Regions from separate parts of the Mus musculus genome. Here all the other regions are linked to region 1. Evidence: chromatin contacts called from public HiChIP or PLAC-seq, Micro-C and promoter capture Hi-C data. All regions are on one chromosome and are shown on one strand. The core of a region is the stretch at or near the end of the contact, and the rest is flanking DNA. Distances in the headings are between cores, read along the strand shown. Region 1 holds the start of Nkx1-2 (NK1 homeobox 2). Region 2 holds the start of Cpxm2 (carboxypeptidase X 2 (M14 family)). Region 3 overlaps Chst15 (carbohydrate sulfotransferase 15). Region 4 holds the start of Zranb1 (zinc finger, RAN-binding domain containing 1). Region 5 holds the start of Chst15 (carbohydrate sulfotransferase 15).

Region 1 (3,661 bases), core at 609-3,108:
ATTCCCGAATGAGTGACCTTAGGCAGATCTTTCCCAGCTATCCTGAAAAACCTAATATATATGGAAAAAGGAAAAAAGGAATTGGGGTTAGTAGGGGATGAGAGACAAGGAAACCGAAGACTTATAAAAAATGTGGGAACTAGGTGAGAAACGGTTATCCAAACAGAAGACACAGTATGCGCATTACTGAAGAATCTCTGATTTGCACGCATTGTCCCTTGGCCTGACCTCTGGGTTGTCTTTTCCCTGAGTTTCACAAAGCGCGCATTCCCTTGGCAAGGGTGGGGGTCGGGGGTTGGGGGTTCTGGTGGGCTTGGTCTGGGCACTTCCTTCCCTTAGCTTTAAAAGCTCATTCCGTCTTTACTTTAGGTCTGGAGCTGGCTTGAATTTCGGCAAGGCTTTAAAGTCGGCAGGGAATATGGTGGCCACCCCTGGGAGGGGCTGAAAGGTTTGAATGAGAAAAGCTACAAGGAGCAAGCCCCCAAGGACACCTCTTTAATAACAGATTGGATGAGCAGCTCCCAGCACTTTAGTGAGGAGTCCCCTCCTCTTCCTACTTCTTACCTGCTTAGACAATATTAATTGTCAAGACATTGTCTGGGAACCACATGGGGCAAAGAAGAAAGAAGTGGCGGGGGGGGGGGGGGGTTCCAAGGCGGTTCTGTGCAGAGGGGCTAATGCTTCAGAATTTGTCGCTGAAATGAATGCCTTAAAAAAAAAAAAAGGAATATCACCGTGGGTGTGGCTATGCAGACTTTCCCTCACTGCTAATGCCGGCTGTCCTCCCTGGAGACTTGGGGGGCAGATGGGGCCATTTTAATCGGCTCTCATCTCTGGTCTTAAATTCAAACCACTAGGCATCTTTTAACCTTTTCCTTCTTCACGCTGGGAAAGGAACCCAGAGAGTCAATTTCTGATGTTAATGATAGAATCTGTGACTGAGAAGTCCTGACAGGCAATGAAAATGGTATCCGAGGAGGGATACTCACCTTTAGCCAAGCCACCTAGCCCTAAGCCTTCAGCTCTCTGGGCAGGCGTATTTCCATAGACCCCTTTTGACCAGGCCCTGCTGGTCTTCCGAGTGGAAAGAAAAAACTCCCCTCCAAGAAGGTTCCCCCCCCCCCCCCGCACACACACACATATCCTAAGCCATCAGGATGACCTGAAAAACCTTGGCCCAGTCCAGACTCTTGTCATCTGTAGCGCCACCGCTCATCTTTGAACCTCATTTTCCTTCTGTTTGAAACCACAGACTGTGGTTCCCAGGCCACACCCACCTCACAGGGGGGAATGCCTAGAAAATCAAAAGAGAGTGAGAAAGCCCCAGGGCTTTATAAACTGTAAATGCACAGAGGCTTTAAAATTTTTACGTAAATGTGCCCGAAGCCTTTACTGTGGTTCAGGGATGGGGCTTGAGATGCACCGTGCATCATGGCGAAGCAATCAGGTCTGGCCTCTGTGGCATCGCCAGGTCAAAGGAAGATGGCAAGTGCCCCAAGAGAAATAAGTAAACTTCAGTCAGGTGAATGTGTGTGCAGATGAGGTAGCGGAGATGGAATCCTCCCTCACGCCCTTCACGAGTCTCCGCAGCATGGAAAGATTTTCACACAGCATGCCACGGTGACCCGGCGAACCGGGAGCGCGCATTGGCGCGCGAGGGTCCCTCTAGTCAGCGCTCCCTCCCCCCTCCGGCTGCCCAGGATAGTCTCGTGGAGGCTGCAAGCGCTCACTGCACGTGGAAGGGGTCTGGCCAGCTCAAGTGCCAATCCTCAAGCAGCCCCCCCCCCCGCCCCCTTCCCCGCTTCTCTCCTCCCGCCCCGCCTCCTTGCCCCCCTCTACAGCTTCACTTGGCGGGGAAATTCCAGTTCGCGGCTGGAGAGCTGTGGCCAAACCACTGCAGAAGACAGCGGCTGAGCGCATCCAGCCCCGACCCCAGTACGGCTGGCCTCGGGCCCGCGGGAGGCGGGCATGTTGGCATGGCAGGACGTCGGGGCCAAGGCGGCCCCCTCTCACCACAAGATCTCCTTCTCTGTCTTGGACATCTTGGATCCGCAAAAATTCACGCGAGCTGCCCTCCCGCCGGTGCGTCTCGCTGCCCTGGAAGCCAAGAAAAGTTTAGAAGAGGTGGAAGCAGGGCAAGATGCTTGTTCGGGGAATCCAATCGGGTCACAGGAGACCCCTGGTAAGAATGTGAGGCGGTTTTAAGCCTAAGTGGTGTGTGTGTGTGTGTGTGTGTGTGTGTGTGTGTGTGTGTAGTAGTCAAGGTTTATTGGTAGCCTGGGAACTAGAAAAGGTGATCCCGCGCAGGTGCGAAGCGAGCCATCCCTACTTGGAAGAGGACAGAGGTAGGGACGTGGCTGAGATTGCCAGGACCAGTGTGTGCTTTTTTCCTGAACACCTGCTCAGTGAATGAGCGCCACAACTCTGACTGGCTCACATAAACTACAGCTCAGGCTCACTGATCTAATGGAAGTGTATTGTGCTCTCCACGTGCTAGAACCTGGGCGAGGAGCTTGGGATAAAGGTTATGAAAATACCTTCCAACTATGTAGTGTCATTAACACCACTCCCATTTTATGTATGGGGCAACCGAGGCTCGGGCCTTCCCCGGATTAGGTGCTTTTTTTTCAACCACTCGGAAACATCTTTAGAGCCCATGCTCTTTCCCGGACTCAACAGGGGACGCCCCCACCCCCAATAGCTTTTGGTGTTCTCTTCTAGACCTTTCCCCCTTATCCCTGAAGTTGGTGGACACAAAAGAAAGGGTTCCGGAAAGTTTGTGGCTGGAAGAACTTAAGATAGCAGGATTCATGCTTAGTGGGACATGAGCATGGGATTGATTATCTGGGGAGACGCTGAAGGTCTAGGGATTCAGGTCCCAGGGAGGGCTGTATATAGCACAGCCCCTCCTCCTCCTTCCTAAGTTTGGAGGTGATTGTCTGGGGCCCCCGGAAGCCTCTGGTGGCCTGGCTTGGGTCCCGGCCGCGGGCCTGGATTAATTGTTTGGATGGTCTCTCTGTGGGGCCGCGCTCCCCTCCCCCTAACTCCTTGATCGATATTCTATTACTGGCGCCTGCATATCTCCTGCCCGCAGCTTGCAGGTACTGACTTCAAACCCCCTTTCCCTGTCTGATCCTAATATTGTTCGATTAAAACTTACCTTTAATAGATGACATCTATCGATCAGGCCCCGGACAAATCTGAAACTCTATTAACACTACTGGAGAGAGAAGATGGGAAAGGGGGAATTTCTCTTTTTTGGGGGGATGGGGGTTTAATAACTTCTTTTTTAATTGCTAGGAGTTGCACAGCAACATAGGCTCCTAGGGACTAGAGAGATGCACTAGTAAACGCACTTGACATTCCCTATCATAATGCACAGCCGACTTTGCTCTTCCCGGTTTGATAAAGTCACTATACTTTCTTGAAACGGGGTGTCATCCAACATGTACTTCTTGTGTGCCTACTTACTGGCAGATTTGTAAAGGACACTGTACTCCCGAATCTGCTCTCTAGGGTATGTGGATTCAGAAACCAAGAGGGCAAAGTCGGGAGAGGGGAGGAACTGGGAGTTAGATCAAGGGCAAATCTGAGTGCTCTTGGGAGGACAAGAAGGTTTGGGAGTGCCATTGGGTAGAATTGTTATGGGCTTCTGGTCACC
Region 2 (3,661 bases), core at 683-3,182, 440 kb after region 1:
TTGTCATATGTCTGAGAGTGACTCTGTCCTCAGCCATTCTGTAGAATTGAAATGGAGGGCAGTGTTAAACTTCAGCTCTGTCAAAATCACGTGGAAAGCACGCGAGCCTAGTGTTTAGGAGGTTTCAGGGTCTGAAGGAGCCTGGTGTTTGTCTACAACTAGATCACCTGGTCTGGGTGCTATACATATGGTCCTTTTCTGCTAGAACTCTAGTTGGATCTTTTCCTAGTCTTCACTGGTTAGTTGGGACTTTAAGAGTGTGTCTTGCCCATGGAGCCTCTCTTCTCTGAGCCACACGGATACCTGGGACTTGCTTTCTTGTCTGTAGTGGCTGGGTTTAGATAGGACAACCCCTGTGAGTAAGTGCAGGAGACATCCACAGAGAAGAGCGCAGGGGATCCAATCCAAACCAATGCCTTCTTAGAAAGCCAGGGGAGGAGGGAGACTTCCTTCTTCTCTGGAGAACTGCTCTGGATCTTGATTCCCAATTATCCTGGGTTTGACAACTAGATCCAAGGCCCTCTAGCCATCCGCCACGGGCCCTGTGTCAGCTACAGTTTTCTCTCGCAATACCCTTCCACCTAGGAGTTCTAAAACTGCAATCCAAAGGTCGGCTGGGTGGTCTGATAGCAACAGTGAGGACATAGGAGTGAGGCAAAAAGTCACAGCTGAGCTGGCTAACATCTGACATTGGGGGCCTCAGGCCTGTGATTCCCCTCTAAATGCAGAGGCCTTAGCCCAATGCCCAGGTTCATCTCAGAGGCATTCTTGGGTCATATCCCAGGCCCTCAGGGACAGACTGACAGACTTAAGGACTAGTTGTCTTTGTGGCTGGCAGACACTGTGGCCCCTTGGAGGCAACTCTACTGGATCTTTAGAACTTATGAATTAAATGTACAGAGTAGACTGATGACAGTTGGGACCAATTCTGGATCATCTCAGAGCCTCTTAAATGTGGAGTATATTCTCCGCTAGATGGAGATAGAAAAAAATAGGGGTGATTTGAAGGTACAGTTTGGATTTGACCTGTGAATTCTGACTCTGAGATGCAGGGCACCCGAGGCAGCCCCTAGAAAGCACAGCAAGCAAGCTGCAAAACAGTCACTGCCAGGACCTGACTTTAGCGATTCATTGAGTGGCTATGAAAGCTACCCCCAACCCCAGCTCTCACCACAAATGAGTCCCTCAGCCACCACTACACGCACCTTGGTGCTGCTGCCTCTGACATTTAACCTGTGAGTCAGCGAGTCTCTTGTTTTAAACCTGTCTCAATGTGTTAGAGGAGCCATAGAATACTGGTGCAGAGCCCAGAGAGAAGCTAGGGCCACTGGCTTCTTTCCACTCCACTAAGAAAAAAAACTACGGCATGATGGGTAAAGATGGAAGGCACTTTATCAAAGGGAAGGTGACACCAGGGTTCTCCAGAGAAGCCTGGATTCCTGGAAGAGACAAATGCCCTCTTGTGACTTGTGAGATAGTAGTCTTCGGCTGGCTCTATTCTCTCCTACAGAGCCACACTCTGGACGGTAGGCAGCAGGGGTTCCCAGGCCCTTAGGCCCTGCTCCCAGGGAACTTCCTCCAGGGAATCCGGGATTCCTCCACGGTCTGGGGCAAAACGACTGGAGGGCAGCCTGCTGGTTATTACCTTAGCCAGTCTTAATCAGATTTGTTCTGCAAAATGAAGGAATGGAAGACACAGCCCTATAGTTCTCTCCACGATCACCATGCCTTACCTCTGCAGAAGGGGTGCCCAGGAGGACAAAATATCGGCCTCCTAGAAATGCAAGGAAGGCTGGTGACAGTCTTCTAGTGGCCTTCAACACCTGCTGGAGAGGCCCTGGGCGGGTAGGAGGGAGGGTGGGTCGGCCGGCGCCTAGCCTCTCCTGGGCGCGCCCCTGCCCGCCCCACTCCGGCCCAGCCCCGCCCGTCCGGCCTGTCCCACCCACCATCTGCACCCGCTGCAGCGCCCGCGCCCCTGTCCCGCGCCGTAGTCGTCATTTGTAGCCCGCCTGCCGCTCCCGGGGACCCGATCCTACCCTGGGTGCGGGGCAGAGCGGGCATGGCCCGTCTGGGGACCGCCTGCCCTGCGCTGGCGCTGGCCCTGGCACTTGTGGCGGTGGCCCTGGCTGGAGTCAGAGCCCAGGGCGCAGCCTTCGAGGAGCCTGACTATTACAGCCAGGAGCTCTGGCGGCGCGGGCGCTATTATGGGCATCCGGAGCCTGAGCCGGAGCCGGAGCTCTTCTCGCCTTCAATGCATGAAGACCTTAGGGTGGAGGAGCAGGAACAGCAGGAGCCGCACCAGCAGGGCCACAGAACTCCCAAGAAGGCCATCAAGCCCAAGAAGGCTCCCAAGAGGGAGAAGTTAGTTGCAGAGACGCCTCCACCAGGTAACTTTTGCATCGGGCAGCCCGAGGGGGCGCCAGCGATCGTGGCACTCCAGGGGACACCTGGCTTCCAGTATGTTTTCTTGAGTGAGCCCAGCCAAAGTCCTGTGGTGCCTGTGTTATTCCCTAGAGACTACATCTGAGCTAAGTTCAGCTTTCTCTCCCTGCCCCCTCAGGCAGAAACAGAATGGAGCTCTTTGGGAAGCTGCCTGGGGAGCGGCCCGGTGTCCCAATGCTCGCTGGCACAGCCTAAGGAGGCATCTGTTGCTTCTTCCTGCTCTGCTTATGTATTCAATCTTTAGAAGTGTTTTTTTCAGACCGATTTTATCAATGGGCATGTGACCGGCCGGTGTCACTTGGCAGATGGCCTTGGCAAGATTCAGTCAGTGACCTTTATTCAGACAGTGCCCTTCTCAGCTCCCTCCACCCCAGTCAGTGGGGCCCTTAAATCCACTATGCACAGAATGGCACAGTCCCAGCTGCAGACTTTGGATCACTCTTGGTCCCTGTAGCAGCCAAGATTCTGCCTTCTTGGAAAGGGCAGACTACAGGAGCCCTGGAAAGCTCTGAGTGCCTGGCAGCCTGGGATGCTCTACCCATCCCTTGGGCCAATCTCAAATCCATCCTCACTTTCTTCTAGTCCAGCCTGTATCCCAAACCTGTGAAGAGGGCTTTCTCTTAACTGTTTCAGATAGTGATTGCTCAGTGCAGGAGCTGTGTTCCCACTATTTCAATCACAGGAAGCCAGCAGGACAGTGACCAAATTCTATGGCCTTTGCGTTTCTTTGCCTGAAAGGAATCACGTGCCAGGTCACAGAGCTCTGGACTCAGAAGTGGCTTTCATTTGGTTAGACGAATATTAAATTCACCAGGCGGGGTGGCAAGGGAAGATGCTGACACTCTTGAGCCCCAATTTGAGGCTATCACCTTTGTATATGGCTGAGTCCCTGCCGTCTGCCATTGATAGTTCCAAAGGTTGGGCAAACCCAAATAGAACCACAGAGACTGTCTCTCCTTTTTCTGGGGGATGATGGAGATTAAGAGGTAGAAAAGCTGCCGTGGCTCTACATGAAGGGGTGGGATGTGGCGCTGAGTTTGGTAGTGTCCCATGGTCTCATTTAGTTCTCTTCTGGCTCTGGAAGGTGGCTAGCCCTGTCATGTTACAGATTAGCAGCCTTCAAGCAGGGGAAGGTAACTTATTTTGTCATTGTTCTGCTTGGGAGAATTGAAAGCCCGATTTACCAGCCAGGTCGTGGGGTTACCATTTTGGGACCTGG
Region 3 (3,661 bases), core at 347-2,846, 350 kb after region 1:
TTCTCCCCTCTTCCTGTCTTCTCTCCTCTCCTGCCTGTCCTAGGGGTCTAGATATGTAGTCAAAGCTGACCTTGAACTCACTATGTGGTTCAGGTTGTCTTTGAACTCAAGATCTTTCTTCCTCAGCACCCGTGAGTGCTGGGATCACAGGTCCTCACCATTCATAAATTTTCCTTTAACAGCAAGATTCATGCGAACACGGCACATTGCAAACATAAAGATGAACCAGTAACTGTCAAGGGAGACTGGCAACTCCTGTGGAAAATGTGGTTACATGCAATTGCACATATATGTGGTGTTTGCTTGGACTTGCAAACATATCCGTCTGCAGGGGGTTCCATGCCTATGTGTGAGACTTTTATTCTGTAGCCCAAATTGTCCTGATAAGTCGCTACCTATCCCTCCAGACCTGGAACATCAGTGATCCCCTACCTCCACCTCCTAGCCGGGGAGGATTAGAGGCATGAGCCACCATGCACAATTTTAAATGTAACTTTAGACGTTCAGGATATCAATGGGAAAAGTCAGGAATTTCACATGGGGTTGTAACCTTGTGTGGATCACAGGTGCCCTGGGTTCCTCTTAAAAGAAGGGGATGGGACAGTACAGAGTGTTTCCTGGCTTCTCTTTGCTGTGGAGTGACTTTTGAAGCCTGGCTGCAAGGACAGTCTCTTTCTGAGGTAACTAGAAGGAATTTTAAACAGCGAGGTACGATGGCTCAGTGAGTAGAGGAACCTTCTGCCAGGGCTAGCAGCCAGAGCTCAGCCTCTTCACATACATGGTGGTTGGAGAGAACCACGTCTTGTCCTCTGACCTCTACATGTGTGCTGTGACTTGCTCTGCCACCCCCACTCCCCCAAAATAACTGCGGGGTTTTGTTGTTTGTTTCTTAAAGCAGATATAGGCAAGGTGGCCTAGCAACAAGCCGGAACACGAGTTTCATTTGTGGAACCTGTGTAAAGGTGAACGAGAGACCTGATTGCACAGAGCTGTCCTCTGGTCTCCACACCTGTACGATGGCCTTTGCATGGCCTCCCCACACTCTGCTAATAAATAAAATAAATTTAACAAGAGAAAGAGACAAAATCACCAACTAACAATAAAACACAGTATTGGTCAGTGTTTGGGGGCAGTGTAGATGTATCTGAGCAGGAAGGGTGGGTGGTATGTTACAGGTGGGAGCAAGAACGGAGGGGGCTCATTTGAAAGAAAGGGAGGAAAATTGTTGTATTTTAATAAATCAAACCAGCTAATGTAATGGCTAGCCGATTTTTGTTGTCGCCCACGTGGTGTGGTTTCACACCCTCGGATGGTAAGATTATCCATTTATTTTATTCGCAGGTTGTACTCAGACTATCTCTACTTCGCAAGTTCCAATAAATCTGCAGATGACTTCCACGAGAAAGTGACGGAGGCTCTGCAGCTGTTTGAAAATTGCATGCTGGATTATTCACTGCGCGCCTGCGTCTACAACAACACCCTGAACAATGCCATGCCCGTGCGTATTCACCAGGGCAGCCCATACAGAGCAGGCCCACTCTGGTGCTATTGTGTGCAGCGGGGCATTGTGAACAGGGTTTTAGTGCAGAGACGGGAGGGAGGTGGGGGGATGGGGACGGAGTGTTTGAATGTGCAAATGACACCCAGCCAGCTGCCTCTGAGCAGTGGCTAATGTGGAAGAAAAATGCTCCCGGCTGAGAGAGGCACAGCAGCAGCTGGGGCCTCTGAGCCTGCTGTCTGTGTCCCTCCTTCCTTGCCTGTCACCCAGAAACTTTGCATCCTGAATCCCCCTGCCTCTCCTAGAGACCCAGGGTGCGCTTAGGAGGGCTGCCATTTAGTAAGGCTCTGCAATTAGAGCTGGCAGACAGGAGGACACCCAGTCCTTAGGTTGTTTCAGAGAATCTTCATAGCATTGGCTTTCAGAATTACCCACCAGTGACGGAATGCTCCAGCAGGCTCTCCACTGCAGAATGTTCTCGCTACCCCTTGTTATCCTTCTCTAACCTTCCAGTCTTATGTAAAATCTCTTGCTGGAGGTGAATCCTCTTAAGTTACCTGAGGTCACATCTCCCACACAAGGCTCCCAGGCCTAAGTGTTTCCCTAGCAGGGCTCTTACATCAGGTAGCCTCCTGCCCGATGTATGCTGTGTCCCACATCCGGCATTCACAGATGTAGATGACTAGCACGCCCCACCTCAGGGCAGTGAGGCTCAGGGGAAAGATGTCAGGCTCTCTGCTTGGCTACTCTGTCCATCTTTTCTTAAGCCAGGGCCAGCAAGCAGGAGTCTGGGCTGTCTTCTTGTATGCATTGTAGTTTGCATTGGCAAGGAAGACTCAACATAGATAACCACATTTTCAGTCAGGCAAGCTTTGGAGGCAGACTGCGGTGTGGGTTCATTCTGGCTTTCCCTGGCTTTGCTCGTGTGTCTTAGCCTCTCTGAAATTCAATTGCTTTATTCTAGGCTGGTATAGGGACGGGAGACTGGGAGTCATTTACATGTGCCATACTGACAAACTATGGTGCTGCGCCCTGGCACACTTAGGTAGAGCCCACCGAGGGGTGAAAGTGCTCAAACCTGATAGGAAAATGATGGACTCTGCCAGCGTTGGCTGCCCAGCAGCCTAAGGCTGTGCCTTGATGCAGGCCCCACTATTGCTGGAGCTTGCTGACACAGGCGGGGCTTCCAAGGCTCTGTCAGGTTGCCTTTTGTAGCCAGCTACCCAGTAATGGGGGGAATCCAAGGCTCAAGTCTAGGCTTTGAAACCCCAGCTTTCTTCAGGGCTCTGGTGTGTCTCCAGAAGTTTCTTCTTTAGGGTTTCCAAGCAGCAGGCTCTGGAGGGTGGGGGAAGGCAGGTGGGAGAAGGCAGGTCGTCAGTTATGAGAATTCAGATGTGCTCGAAGGCAGCCTGCCTCAGGGTTGCTTCCACTCTGGTCCTTTTGGAATTTCTTGGGTTTGATGATGCTGTGGAACTCTGCAACGATGCCTGCAGCGTAGGTGGGATAACAGGGGCGGAGGGAGGGAAGCAGGAACAGGCCAGATGAAGAGTGAGGGGTGATGCCCTCGGCTAAGTTAACATGTTTCCTTAGAAGAGGCAGCAACAGTCACTGAAGCAGCTACCACCCAGTTCTCTCTTCTCAGAGATCTCCTGAGAATTCAGAGAGGGAGGGGCAGATGTAGGCTCATACCAGCCTAAGTTGGCTGGATGTCTTGGGTAGAGAGAGGCAGGGCTTTGGAGTCCTGACACAGGCATAGTTGGATTTCATGGCTGGGAACCAGGGCCTCTCCTGCCCTGCAAAGGATCAGCATCCGATATAAACAGCTGTGGATGTGGTGGTATTTTCATCCCACCCCGAGGTACGCCCTAGGAAATGCAGAGCCAAGCTACATGCATCCTGGCTGCCTCTAAATAGGCTTCCTAGAGACCGGATATCCTCAGCTACATCCTCCCACAGAGAAGAGGGGGATATCCTCAGCTACATCCTCCCACAGAGAAGAGGGGCATGCCTGGTGTGTTTCCTCTCTTTGCTGTCTTCAGGCCAACTGAACATGGAAACACCGTTGTGACTGGACAGGAAGTTCATGGGTTGCCGTGTGAGTCTCTCTACCTCTGGGTGTGATAGATACATTCTTATTTAATCTTTGTCAAGTCCATTGGTGAA
Region 4 (3,661 bases), core at 823-3,322, 330 kb before region 1:
CATGTAATGGCTCTCACTGAATCAATTACACATAAATCAATTTACCTCAAACAATGTACATCTGAATTAATGTTCATACTCAGACTTACTTTAATTGTTTGTTTGTTTATGGTTGGGGGGGGGAAGGTTTTCTCAGTGTAACCCTGTCATGGAACTCACTATGTAGACCAGTATGGCCTAGAACTCAAGAGACCCACCTGCCTCTGCTACCTGAGTGCTAGGGTTAAAAGCATTCACCATTCACCACCTTGCCTGGTTTAATCCTCAGACCTTAAAAGTGATATGCCACAATCCGTATTAGTACATAGTTATGGATCAAGGCCATTAGTTTGAAATATATTACCATGAGTTGTAAGTTCTTCATACAACCTCAAGAGTAAATAAATGGATGCCCCAAGGCTCAACGGCACTAACAAAAGGTTGTTAAAACAGCAACCAGAAAAAACCTCCCATGGCGTTCAAATAACATCCTCCCCCCAAAAAAGTAAAACGTCTCATTACTGCCCTACCTTTTAACCTCTCACAACCCCCCCCCAATGAAAAAGTTACAAAAATTTAATGAGACTATTTTAAGAGCCTCCAAATCAAGAGAGTGGCTTCCAAATATACTTTCGAAATACCTCATTTAATTAAAATAATATTTAACAGGATCCAGCTTTACTTTTCCCAAGCATAGTTCAGTGGACTTTCTAATGGCCTCTGTCACAAAGATCCTCGGGTCTCCCCTGTTTTCTCTATATAAGCCAAGTCACCCATTTTTGATCAACAGAGGTACCATGCATGTAGCAAAAGTTGGTAGGGAGTCGACTGAAAGAGACTGCGGGGTACAGGAGCCACTCATTATATAACACTTCCAAGTATTTGTACATCACGTTTATTAACACCATCACAGGTCAACTATACAGAGACCAAACATTGCAAGCAGTGGAAAGAACTTATAAAAATTGACTTAGTGGGTAACCGAAAGGGGAAATCGAGGGGTTGAGATACAAAATTCTAAGCAAGGTGGTTTCAAAACCAGCGTCTCCAAGATAATGGGCGGGTTCAAACTTCTTGCTTAACGTAAACTGCCTCTCCCCGGCGCTAACAGCAAGTATTACAGCTCTTTTGTCTGTGCAATGACCAGCCAAATTAGAGCAGAAAACCAAAACAAAACAAGAAAACCCACAAGGTAGGTGCACAGAGCGATCGTTACCGGGAGCGGAGTTCCAGCTGCCCATGGCCACCAGACATCAACTTTCACCCTGATTTGCTTTAGGCAACCGGAGGCCAACGTATGAGGGGAGAGAAAGTGGACAAGGGACCAAAACACAAGTTTGGGGACCAGCACCAACTTAGAGCGACAAATCCGGGTGTTTATGGCCTACTAAGAGGTGGGAATAAGACCCACACACTCGGACTCGGGAGGGATCCCAGTTGCCGGAATGAGGCGGGCAGAAGGGCAGCGCCAGCCGCTGACGAAGGCGGCCAACTGAGGTCGGTAAACAAGCCGGGCGGCCACTCTCCCTCATCCTCCGGGTTGTCCCCGCGCTGGGAAGCCCAAGATGGACGCGCGGCCGCGGACAACCCCGGGCCTGCGATGCGCTATCCCGCAACGCTGCCGCCCGGAGGCTCGGCAGCCTGCTCCCCGCGACGCCCCGTCAGGCCGCGGTCGACCCGCGAGGGGCCTGCGGCGCGGCGCCCCCAACCCAGGCCCGGTTACCTGGCGGCCGCGGATCCTCCTCCTCCCCGTCTGACGCGCGGCGCCCGGCGGCCGCGGCGGCGGCGGCGACTCCCGCACGGCCAGCGGCGACGAGCCGAGCCCGGCCCCTCTCCGCCTCCCTCGGCGCCGCCGCCCACCCCGCTGCTGCCGCCTCCGCCCTCCCGCCTCAGTCAGGACATGTTCTCCGCGGGCCCGCGCGCGGCTCCCAGCGGCCCGAGGGGCGGAGAGGCTGCGCGGAGGCGGGGGCCGAGGCTCGGGGACAGGGGCGGAGCGGTCTGGGGACAGCCTCGGGCGCAGAGGACTCCGAATGGCGGCGGTCAGGACCCTAGAGCTAAATAAACCCCGCGGCGGCCGCACAACGTCAGGAACTGGACCTCGCTGCTCACCGTCCTGTGATTGGTCCCGAGGCCTCAGGAGGCGCAGCCAATAGGCGACCGCCTCTTTCCCGGCGCAGGAGCGGGCCGCGGCCGTGACGTCAGCAGCGTGCGTCCTGATTGTGAGGCTACGGCGCGCGCGGTCCCGCGACGCGTCCTCCCGGGTGAGTGTCTTCAAGTCTAAGTGCAGGATGCACTTGGGAGGTGGGAGCCTTCTTCCCCTGGCCGCCGGCCGCTCTTTGCTGCAGAGTCGCCAGCGCTTTGAATCAAGCGTGAGTCACGCATCTGTTTGCTAACTGGGAGACCGCTTGGCCGTTCCTTCGGCGGTTTAAAACAGTTTTTAAAATTTCAATAATTTGACCCAGGCTGTCATTCTGGGGCTCAGGCTGGCCTGGAACTCTTAAACGATATTCCTGCCTCAGCCTCCCCAAGAGCGCTGAGATTACAAGCCTTGCTTACTTGGCATTTTATTTTGTTTTCAGACGAGGTTCTCTTGTAGCCCGATTTATTTCTAACCCCTCTAAATAGCTGAGACTGATCCCGAACTCTTAAACCTCCGGAGTGCTGGACTTACGCCACCACTACTCTTAGCTTCACCTAGCCCTACTTCAAACTTTTTCAAAATGTAAACTGCTTTAAAAGTAATGTGTTAAAGGCCGTAGAAATAGTTCACTGGGTAAAGTTGCCAAGCCTGACAGCCTGAGTTCCATCCCCAGTACCTACAGAGTGGAAGAAGACGACTAACTCCCACAGTTGTTCTCTGGGCTACACACAAAATAAATAAATGTAATTTTTAAAAAGATAGTAATATGGGGGGTCTGGAGAAACGGCCAGCGTGTAAGAGCACTTACTTCGGAGAAGCAAAGTTCTGCTCCCAGCAGCCACTTCAGTGGAAGACAGTCACCTGTAACTCCAGCTCCAGGGGGTTCAGTGCCCTCTTGTGGCCTCTACCAACACCCACACTCACTTGCACAAACACATAATTAAAAATAAAAATAATTAATTAGTATCTTGAAGGAACATTAACAGCAATCTGGGAGGGCATTTAGTAATTGTTTGGATACCTCAGATCCAAAAGGATGACCGTGTTACTTGAAGTTTGATGTTTCCCAAACTTGAGTGGGAATTCACTTTGTGAAGCTGTCTTTGGTGTCTTGAGTTATTTGCATAAAATGGTATAAGACAGCTGTACCATGGCCATCAAAAGAACAGTACTTTGTATAACTTCCCCTCACCAACATCTTTCACAACCAGTGGGGTGCTTCCTCTCCATAGCCATTGCTATGGAGTAGAGGCCTTCAGCAACCCCCACCTGGTCTGAGAACTTATCCATAAATTAAGTTTAAATGGAAACAACAACACAAAACAACACGTTCTCAAGGATATAATTAATTCATTTGTAGGTAGGATCCCACGCTATTATATAAAAACAGTAGTTCAGTTGACCCTTTGGAAACACTTTGTTTAAGCACTTCCTCTTCCTGAATCAAAGCTTTACAGCATGCTGCCTCCAAATAAACACCAATCACACGGTAAGATGTCCAAGTTGTAGTTTATTTTAGTCAGAAAAGGGATAGGACTCAGA
Region 5 (3,661 bases), core at 449-2,948, 280 kb after region 1:
GCCTGAGCTCCAGCTGTCTTCACAGACCTACCCATCCATTCTTCTCTCCCTGTCTTCATTCACACGAGGCAACTGGGTGTTGTCAGAGCTTTTTGGAATAACAGGCTAATTTTTTGAAGTTAATGTTGAGGGGGGAAAATTAAAAAAAAAAAAAAAAACCCTTCTTCAGGTAAGCTCAGGAACATATATAATACCTTGGAAAGTCCTGGTGGAACTCATATCAAAGTGGCCCAGGGATTTTACTTAAAAACAATTTGTTCCCATGTCAGCTGTGATTTCTGACACCTGAATTTGAAAGTCATCTGGGTGGGCCCAGCGCTATCCCCATAATGGGGCATGTATTGGAAAGTCCCCATACGTGTGGCCCAGGGATCATGTTCCACACACTCTTACAGGAAGGGATTTCCTCCTTGCTGTTTCCAAAGAACCTTCACTGTGTTTGCTTAAACCGGCCGCATGCCCTGGTCTGACAGCTGCCTGGCCCAGGACTTTGCTTGTAGGCGCCTGCACAACCCACCCTCTTAAACAGCAACCTGCACTGTGTCCCAGTGCAATTACTCGAATATATAAACCTTACTGAAAGGCAGTCTTTTCTCCGGAGCTAATAAATAAACCCCAAAGCCACAACGTGTGTAAGACCATGAAAAATGGCATCATTATCTATTGGGAATTGTGAACTCTGCAAAAACCAGCTCATTGTATTTTTAGAAAAAAAAAGGTTTTTGTTTAAAAAAAATAATAAAGACCTCCAAATCACTAAGCCAAGTCTACATGGGGGGAAAAGCAATCCAGTCTACCGACTGGGAGGGCAGTCTCACTGCTTCATTAATCTTTCTTTGCAGATTTTTATATAAGAGGCAGTATTTGTTGGGAAGCTAGACAGTGGTTTTTAAGAACTCCCCTGTCATCCAGGGTTCCTATCTGCAGTCGTGACCCTCTGATTGTGACCTCTGACTCAGTCGCCGTGGATGCTGAACCAGAACTCTAGGACTTTGGGGGGTGAGGTGGGAACCTCAAACAAGACTGAAAGGGGCTCCCGTTCTCTAGAATCACCTTTAGCACATATGCCAGCATTTTACAGTTAGGGAGCATTTTCCCGGTTGCTTCAAGAAAGAAGATGCTGGACTCTGGCCATAGGAACGTGGGCAGACCCAAGACTGTGGCTTCTATCCTATTCCCCAGAGTCTGGGGTTTGGTGCTCCAAAGGCTGTCCCGAACAAGTCTTAAGAGTTTAAGGTGTCATATTTTATGTTAACTGATTTCATCTTCAGCCCACAGCCGATCACTGGAGCCTTTCCTTGAAGCAGTCCCAGTAGGCCACTGCGGCAGTGGTACTCGGGGTCCTGTAGAACCTTACCTCTCAGAAGAAGCAAACCTACAGGGCCCAAGAGCTAGGCAGCCTTTGTAGAATGCAAAAATACAACAGAGGGCGCCGAAACCACTCGCGTCAGTGGCCTTGAATATCAATGTATGGGCTGTCTCTAGACTGCCAAGTTCCTTAAAACTGTTTCTGGTAGCCGGGTCACTGCCACACACACCAGGTTTCGGTTTTGTCTTGTCGGAGTCACCGCAATACACAAACTGTATTTACTTGCTGGGCGAGGGGGCGGGGACCAAACCCACCGCTCAGCAGGGCGCGCACGCCTTGATCTTGCATTCCAGACTCGAGCTGATGTGTGTCAGCGCGACATGGGGCGGGGGGAGGGTTCTGTTCAGAGGTTTCATTCGCCATCTGCAAGTCACTCCCAAACTTTTCCTCCCAGCGCTCGGGGAGTCAGGTTGACGCGCCCTGGGTGCGGGGTGCTAGGCGCGGGGCTGGGCGCGCGCTCCCGCGGAGTCGGAGCTGCAGAGGCTTCCGAGATCGTCTTGGGCTTTTCAGGTACAAGTTGGGCTCTGGGTGACTGGGCAGGGGGTGGCGAGTAGCGGCGGGCGGAGGTTTGGCTCTGGGTCCCGGTGCCCCTCTGCGGGTTCGCCCAGGTTGGCGGGGAATGGGCGCTGGGAGTCCGGACCGCCAGGGCTGTGTGCAGCTTCACTCCCTGCGCGGAGGCTCCGGACGCGGAGGCGGCGGCGGCCCAGGCAGACAATGAACTTGGAGCGCGCCGAGCTCCGGCAGGTTTGGGCCCGCACCCCTCGGTCAGGCCTCCTCGCTACAGGCACGGTCCCCTGTAGGAGGCGTCCTTTTCGCTGCGCGGTCCTGGCCGTGCTCTAGGTGCCCAGCACGCCTGGGGACCCTGCGGGAAGGACTACCGGTGGCGGAGCCGGGGCTCACACGCCCCCTCCCTAGACAGAGCGAATGTGGTCCGAGCTCCAAGACAGAGGACCGGGTGCTGGCGTGGTGGCGCTGTGGACAGCTGGAGGCCGGCGGAGGACGCACGCCGCGGGGCACGCACCGGCTAGCTGTCCCGCAGAACCGCCCCAAGGAGTCAGAATTCGCGCGACCCTGGGTCGGCCAGGAACTGAGAGGGAAGGACGACTGATATAAGGCCAATGAATAGACAGATCGGCGATTTTCTGGAGCGAGCTCTCCACAGGCAGAGCTGGGGACCGGGATTCCCCTAGTCGTGTTCACTGCCCCTCCCCCGCACACTTTAGGGGAAGTTTCCAGGCGTAGCCTGGGGCAGGTACGTGGGCATCTGCCACTGTCTCTGGGTACCAATCGGAGCCGCCTCGGGAATCCGGGCTCTAGCCGCACTGCCGCTCTGGGTGGGAAGGCTCGTGTGGGTCTCGGGGAACAGCCCCAGGCGTCAGCGTCTGTGGGAGCAAGATTCCCGAGGAGACACCGTGGGGACAGGCCTGGGAGGAACCGAGGGATCAGTCTCAACTTTTTTTACTCGCCGCTTTTCCCATCGTCGCTGTACCCTAGTCCCCGAAGCGGCCTGACTAGGGAGTCTCAGCTGTGTCTCCCGCCAGCTGGGGAGCAGAGAGCAGAACGAGGCAGCTCTGAGCTAAGCCGTGGGGGCGGCGGTGGCGGGTGGTGATGGTGGAAGCCGAGAAGGCAGGGGCCCGGACGCGAGGAGCGACGCTGAGGATGTTGATAGCGTGCTAGTCCGTGGGGCTGTGTGCTCCAATGGAGTGGAAGCGGGCGTTGTGTCTGGTAGCGGGTCTTGGCGCACTTGCCCATGTGGAGCCCGGGGGATCCTGGATGGCGGCAGGGCGAGGGGAGCCAGACTGTGCAGGGAATGAATGGAGAGCAGGGGAAGCGCCTTCTTTCTCCTTCTGGCGAATCGATTGGCCGGCTTGCGCTCATTTGTGTTCACGTTTAGGACTCCGAGGTCCCGCGCACCCTCGTTTTGACTGCCCCACCGTGGTCGAGTGTCCACGTTGCCTGCCTGCCTGCCTGTCTGGATCCGCTAGAGCGAGCAACCCAATGCTAGGGCTGGTTTGCTTACTGCTAGGCTACTGGTGGCTGGACGTGGGCACCTCTAGTAAGCGCGCTTTGTCCGGGTTGGAACCTGGGGGTGGGAGTGGGGGTGGGGCACCTTGTCCTAAGTCTTCTAATAGATCTGCTGGACTCTCACTGTGGCGAGTAAGTTAATGGCATGGAGTTTCCAGGAATGAAGTTCAGGAAAGCCTTGTGACAGCCTGTGGCCAGCGACTCTGAGCTGGTTACTCTTTTATCAACTGCTACTTCGTTCGGGCCGGTGGGGTGCCTCTGTAAGTG

The links. Promoter capture Hi-C pulls out the DNA fragments that hold promoters and counts their contacts. Hi-C and Micro-C count contacts between places; a contact is called where the count stands out from the background. HiChIP or PLAC-seq counts read pairs in DNA pulled down with a chosen protein or histone mark. Capture Hi-C pulls out chosen DNA fragments and counts their contacts.
Region 2: a contact with region 1 is called in a promoter capture Hi-C map of adipose tissue. The contact joins the promoter of Cpxm2 here to the promoter of Nkx1-2 in region 1. A contact is called at or near these places in 1 of 115 datasets of contacts at active chromatin or transcription factors (embryonic stem cells) and 1 of 9 other capture datasets (adipose tissue).
Region 3: an H3K4me3 HiChIP or PLAC-seq map of craniofacial prominence shows a contact between it and region 1, with 4 times the contacts expected there. The contact joins the enhancer-like site here to the promoter of Nkx1-2 in region 1. A contact is called at or near these places in 5 of 39 promoter capture datasets (3T3-L1-derived adipocytes, embryonic stem cells and second pharyngeal arch cranial neural crest), 5 of 115 datasets of contacts at active chromatin or transcription factors (astrocytes, craniofacial prominence, embryonic basal ganglia and 2 more) and 1 of 9 other capture datasets (embryonic stem cells).
Region 4: a promoter capture Hi-C map of pre-B cells shows a contact between it and region 1. The contact joins the promoter of Zranb1 here to the promoter of Nkx1-2 in region 1. A contact is called at or near these places in 14 of 39 promoter capture datasets (the 3T3-L1 cell line, the C10 cell line, the HPC-7 cell line and 8 more), 3 of 484 Hi-C or Micro-C datasets (CD8 T cells, Th1 cells and liver), 17 of 115 datasets of contacts at active chromatin or transcription factors (the 230-238 cell line, DN3 thymocytes, the SCID.adh cell line and 8 more) and 5 of 9 other capture datasets (adipose tissue, embryonic stem cells, liver and 2 more).
Region 5: a contact with region 1 is called in a Micro-C map of embryonic stem cells, with 4 times the contacts expected there. The contact joins the promoter of Chst15 here to the promoter of Nkx1-2 in region 1. A contact is called at or near these places in 3 of 39 promoter capture datasets (all in embryonic stem cells), 9 of 484 Hi-C or Micro-C datasets (all in embryonic stem cells), 6 of 115 datasets of contacts at active chromatin or transcription factors (embryonic midbrain and embryonic stem cells) and 4 of 9 other capture datasets (adipose tissue, embryonic stem cells, liver and 1 more).

The regions. Positions count from the first base shown.
Region 1 is chr7:132,597,834-132,601,494 of GRCm38.p6, reverse strand. It overlaps Nkx1-2 (NK1 homeobox 2), which reads left to right and starts at 1,858. Exons shown (of 2, transcript NM_009123.2): 1 at 1,858-2,182. The coding sequence starts at 1,969.
Region 2 is chr7:132,153,012-132,156,672 of GRCm38.p6, reverse strand. Cpxm2 (carboxypeptidase X 2 (M14 family)) reads left to right here and starts at 1,932. Exons shown (of 14, transcript NM_018867.5): 1 at 1,932-2,387. The coding sequence starts at 2,060.
Region 3 is chr7:132,245,701-132,249,361 of GRCm38.p6, reverse strand. It overlaps Chst15 (carbohydrate sulfotransferase 15), which reads left to right. Exons shown (of 8, transcript NM_029935.6): 6 at 1,342-1,498. Among named protein-coding and RNA genes, the nearest start is that of Gm10584, 68 kb to the left of the region's middle. Within about 2 kb of position 1,596, at least 86 of the 459 cell types and tissues checked have an H3K27ac peak or open chromatin away from gene starts, as enhancers often do. A contact at or near this core is called in craniofacial prominence, embryonic basal ganglia and extraembryonic endoderm stem cells, where this site is marked.
Region 4 is chr7:132,929,587-132,933,247 of GRCm38.p6, reverse strand. Zranb1 (zinc finger, RAN-binding domain containing 1) reads right to left here and starts at 2,072. Exons shown (of 10, transcript NM_207302.3): 1 at 1,703-2,072. It overlaps 1500002F19Rik (a long non-coding RNA gene), which reads left to right. Exons shown (of 2, transcript XR_003946678.1): 1 at 1-2,240.
Region 5 is chr7:132,315,265-132,318,925 of GRCm38.p6, reverse strand. It overlaps Chst15 (carbohydrate sulfotransferase 15), which reads left to right and starts at 1,698. Exons shown (of 8, transcript NM_029935.6): 1 at 1,698-1,879. Gm10584 (predicted gene 10584) reads right to left here and starts at 3,262. Exons shown (of 1, transcript NR_028578.1): 1 at 635-3,262.